Linked DNA regions of Danio rerio: region 2 is linked to region 1. A link is a contact called in public Micro-C data. All regions are on one chromosome and are shown on one strand. The core of a region is the stretch at or near the end of the contact, and the rest is flanking DNA. Distances in the headings are between cores, read along the strand shown.

Region 1 (2,760 bases), core at 143-2,642:
AATGCAGCTGTTATCTTTCTATGGACAACTGAACCACTTTATTTACCCAAGTAACACTTGGTTTTAAAGGCAATTGGTTTTCATTTTATTTTCAACTTTTTTCAGAAAAAATTAAGTCACAAAGGTTACAAACAACTTGAGTGTTGATTAGTTTGTCAATTTAGGAGGATTTATTTTTTTAAAGGCAAACGATGTCCAACAGTACTAGCAAGCATTGTTAATAAAGTGGCAGATAGGTGTCTAATATTACATTAAATCATTATATAAAACTATACATTTATATTAGCATTTGAAACACCTAAAGGTGAAATAGGGGATTATCTTTTAGCATCATAAAACATTTTCTATGCTTGTTAAAATTCTAAAAAAATCTTAACATCCTAACAGCAATCATTAACTTGGGTAATATATATATATATATATATATATATATATATATATATATATATATATATATATATATATATATATATATATTCTGTGGAAGGTATAGGACCAAGAAAAGTTTGTCCAAACAAAACGGTTCATCCAAACATTAAGATAAACTTCAGAATGTCCGTCAGACAGAGAGTGGCAAGCAAACATCAATAACCTTCCATGTTTTTTTTGTCAAGTTTTTAATTACTAACTACTGTACTATCAAGTTTTTTTAGTGACTGTTACATGACGAATTGTATTAGTGAGGCATGGATTTGGATGGCAGTTTGCAGGGTGGGATGTAGGCTTTCAGGGCTATCAGGCTATCTTCCACTGACTGCACTTTAATTTGACATGCCTTTTGGCATTTTCCCTAAATGGTGTAATACTAGCCATGGACAGCAGATGTAGCTATGGCTCTAGGCTTTAGAAAGCTCAAACTCCCTGTAAACATCTTTATAAAAGACTTCATCAGAAAATGTTATACTGCTGAAATTAACACACATTTATTATATTCTTTAAAGTCCTCACCTCTAAACAATAAAACCATCCACATCATATTGTATTTGCTTAGATATACAATGGGAAACAGGATGAATACAACACACATGGAAATATGCGAGTTTCCATCATTCATAAGAAGTACATTTGCATTTGTTTGTTGCTGTATTCCAGTCACGCATCATCAGTCACAACTGTGGAACATTCAGTCCTAAGGTTATGTCAGTGTGACATCTTGTTCAGAGGTGTAAACAGGATCCAAAAGTCAATGGGAGGTGAACTAATGTTTAAAAGTTTGGCCACATGTAACACACAGCTCTTAATGGGGAAAAATATGCTCAATAAACGTATCTGGATCCATCAGGCTATCATTCTTACAAATCAATATAAATGGACAGAGAGACACTGCACTCACCAGTCCCGCAGTGAGAGACGGGGCAGACTGGCCAAAGGACTGACTCCTCATGCGGACCAAGTTATTGGGCTCCCCTGTGTGCTGCTGCCAGGCCAGCTGACTCACTCCTCCATGCATACTGCTGGACAGAGGCAGAAGCTGCTTTCCTGCGGCACACAGAACAAGCCAGAGTCACGACATGGTCTGTATGTACTTCTTTACATATATTTATGAGTGTGTGTGTCTGCATTCTGCATTTACAAACCAAATTAAAGCCAAGCCACATGTCATCTGTATAAATCTGCATGTTTTATACAGTGTGAGCAAAATTCAGCAATTTTCCAGAGCAATACATGCAAGCACATTTGTGACGTTGATCATCTTAAAGTATTATGTATACAGGACCTAAAAATAAAACGTTGATGCACCTGCTAAAAGCCAAAAGCTTGCAAAAACTGACAAATATGTTTTACTTGCTATTAAAACTGTGAAGTATTTAATTGAAAATATTAAAATTTAAATTATATAGAAAAAAGTGTATTTACAAGTAAATGTCAGCTAAAATTGCTAATAATAAAATATTTAAACGCCAAAAAATTGTAAATTATGATAACACCTCTAATTGTAATATTATTATTCATATTATTATTAGCAATAGTAGTATAATAGTATCTAATAGTAGTATTAGTATTAAAGTGATATTTGTTTTATATAATATTATATTATTTAAATATGAATAATAAATTACAAAATTAGTTTATGCTTTTTTCAACGTTAAACAACACAGCTTCCGTTTTTAGGGTGAAATGCAAGGAAGCTTGCAAAGATGTTTGATGCTTGCTGCATTTTCTAATTCTAAAAAATTTAAATTCACATTCTATTAAAATTTAGGTCACAGAAATTGCAGATTTTGAGTTTGAAACGGTCCAAGACACTGATTATCATGAGCTGCTCACATAAAACAATGACAGTGTTCTGTATCTTATATTTATATTTAATATATATTTATACGATCACACAAACTCTTTGCAATGCGATACTCATACTAAACCACATTACATTTTCAGGTTTGTTTGTTTACTTTCCCTGGATCTTTTCCAGTGACATGATATCTTTCTTTCTCTCTCTCTCCTTGTCTTTATACACACACACACACACACACACACACACACACACACACACACACACACACACACACACACACACACAAACACACACAAAATTGTTCTGTTCATCAAGGCAATATTTACTAAATGTAAAAAAGTGTTAAATTGTTAAATACTTATTTATTAAATATTTATTTACTACTTATTGTATGCAGTTTCAAATGAAATTATTACTCCAGTCATTACTGCTTTTATTACTACTAACATTAATAATAATAATAATAATAATTATAATTATTATTATTATTATTATTATTATTAAGTGATCTTGGAAGAATCATG
Region 2 (2,760 bases), core at 139-2,638, 57 kb after region 1:
ACAAAGCAAAAAAACATCTAAAACCTGATGTCCACTCTGATGTGCTGGAGTTTGTATTGACTTCAATTATAGCCCATTATAAAAAATTCATTTAATTATTTAAGCTAAATAAATACGTCAGGGATTACACACACACGCAAAATAGCATATAAACTGGCTCAGCATGCATTCACACATCAATTGTCTTTTTTCTGCAAGGGAAGCTTCCTGTCAATATTCATGACCAAGAAGCCCTGATGCCTCATGGATGCACTGAAATCGAGCACTGCGCTCATTCTGCAGGGCAGCTGCGTCACATGCACCACTGCATGTGTACTGTTGTTTACTTTGCATTCTTGAAATAAATACACAAGGTAAATGTCAAAACGCAATCACTCACCTCGTCTTTTCCTTCAGTGCTGCTGTCCTGCTGCTCAGATGTGCAGAGTTTCCTTTTGTTTTTGCTCTCGGTTTTCTTCATTCTGATGGATGGCGGCTGAGCGCTACTCTAATGTTAATATTTTGTTGAATCCAGTGGTCAGTGCATTCAGATACTGAAACAAATCTCGCCCTGGTACATGGTGAGCAAACCTCTCCTCAACTTTGGTCCACAAATACAGAATAAATGATGAACGCAGGTTTGCTTTTGTGTTGCACTCTCGACCTTAAGTTACAACCCCATCTGCCATGACAGCCAGTCTGTTTTTCTTCTCTTTTTCCGTCAAATACTGCTTTGTTTTCAGTTTTATGTAAACTATGCGGTTTTAGCGCCGAAAATCACCCGGCGGAACACGCTAGCTCGCTAGCAGTTTGTTGATAAAGTTTGACAACATCCGCAAAATAAACGCCTTTTGAGTTTACCAAAATTGAGAAAGTGATCGTTTAAAAGCAATGTGTAAATGAACTCGCCGGGCTCGAGTCTGTCACCGTGAGAGTGTAACGACAGGTTATCATTATGCTGAATAATGCCGCGTTTCCAACGTGTTTGCTGCCGTTTGAAGTCTTCCAGCGGATTGTCTCGTCTTGGTGAACCAATACTTTAGCATTCCAGTTATAACAAAACAAAGAGCTAACGTATAAAAACAGAAAATTTCCTCATCCACTAAACTGCCAGCAGACTGGAGATACACTTCGCCGCAGAGCCACAACACAGCGTTTAACTGTCCATCATGTCTCGTGAGTCTAGAGAGCGAGCTCTGTTTTGACGCGGATCATTATATCTAGCGGTCGCGAAGCTCCGCGTTTCTCCTTCAGTCTCGCTTTTCTTCAGACGTCAGCCCGGCCGGGTGCGGGGGAAACGGCTCGGTGCCGAAAACAATCGCTAATCAGACCCGGTGTTCTGTCATGCCGTCGCTTTTCTCCGAGGAGGAAATCTAGTAGCTTCCTGAAGCTCGCATCAAGTGAACGACCGCCGGTGAGCGCCAAATGCTGATCTAAGTTCAGTCTGTGTAGCAGAGTCTCAGAGAGGAGTCTTGCATATGCACTCGAGAGCTGATCTGAGTTCAGTGTGTAGGAGCAGATTCTAACTAAGTGGGGGAGTCTTGCATTGCATATACACCGGAGGGCTGATCTGGGAACGTTGTTTCCTCCAATGGCTTAGAAGGGGCAAGTGAAAAGATCGCTTTTTGGAGAAATTCGACTTTAGTTTGTTTTTGCTGCCATCTGCTGAGACTAAAGTAACCCTTCCTGCTTAAAACAATGTATAGATCCAAGCTCTCTGTACTATTCCTATTCTATATATTTGAGAAAAATAGAGGCTCAGCATATAATAATAAAACATTTAAAAATATATTATGAAATAAAAATATATAAATAAGTAATGCAAAATATTAAAGATTAATAAAAAATAAACATGAAAAAAGTAAAACTAATATTTTAATGAATACATAAATTAATACAATAGTATGCATAAGGGAAAAAAAACAGAAAAAAAACATATTCTAAATAATAATTTGTTCAGAAATTAAACTTTAACAACAGGGAAATTTAGCACTTAAACTTACTTTTCTTTTTAAATGCTTTTTTCTGTGGTTTGTGTGTGTGTGTGTGTGTGTGTGTACATATAAATAGTCCCTTTATTAATCTGGGGTCACCACAGCGGAATGAACCGCCAACTTATCCAACAAGTTTTTACGCAGCGGATGCCCTTCCAGCCGCAACCCATCTTTGGGAAACATCCACACACACATTCACACACACACACACACACACACACACACACACACACACACACACACACACACAGGACAATTTAGCCTACCCAATTCACCTGTACCGCATGTCTTTGGACTGTGGGGGAAACCGGAGCACCCGGAGGAAACCCACGCGAGCGCAGGGAGAACATGCAAACTCCACACAGAAACGCCAACTGAGCCGAGACTCGAATCAGCGACCCAGCGACCTTCTTGCTGTGAGGCGACAGCACTACCTACTGCGCCACTGCTTCGCCTATATATATATATATATATATATATATATATATATATATATATATATATATATATATATATATATATATATATATAATTAATGGAGAGATTTTTTTCAACACATTTCTAAACTTAATAGTTTTACTAACTCATTTCTAATAGCTGATTTATTTTATCTTTGCCATGATGACAGTACAATATTTTACTAGATATTTTTAAGAAACTAGTATTCAGCTTAAAGTGACATTTAAAGGCTTAACTAGGTTAATTAGGCAGGTTAGGGTAATTCAATTCAATTCATGTTTATTTTTAAAGTGCTTTTCACAATGAAGATTGTGTCAAAGCAGCTTAA

The links. Hi-C and Micro-C count contacts between places; a contact is called where the count stands out from the background.
Region 2: a contact with region 1 is called in a Micro-C map of caudal fin, with 13 times the contacts expected there. The contact joins the promoter of mast2 here to the enhancer-like site in region 1. A contact is called at or near these places in 7 of 18 Hi-C or Micro-C datasets (caudal fin, embryo, fibroblasts and 3 more) and 2 of 4 datasets of contacts at active chromatin or transcription factors (caudal fin and gastrula embryo).

Annotation. Positions count from the first base shown.
Region 1 is chr6:36,334,824-36,337,583 of GRCz12tu, forward strand. It overlaps mast2 (microtubule associated serine/threonine kinase 2), which reads right to left. Exons shown (of 29, transcript XM_073954326.1): 3 at 1,334-1,479. Among named protein-coding and RNA genes, the nearest start is that of mast2, 57 kb to the right of the region's middle. Within about 2 kb of position 1,393, at least 9 of the 62 cell types and tissues checked have an H3K27ac peak or open chromatin away from gene starts, as enhancers often do. A contact at or near this core is called in caudal fin, where this site is marked.
Region 2 is chr6:36,392,192-36,394,951 of GRCz12tu, forward strand. It overlaps mast2 (microtubule associated serine/threonine kinase 2), which reads right to left and starts at 1,389. Exons shown (of 29, transcript XM_073954326.1): 1 at 380-1,389. The coding sequence starts at 460.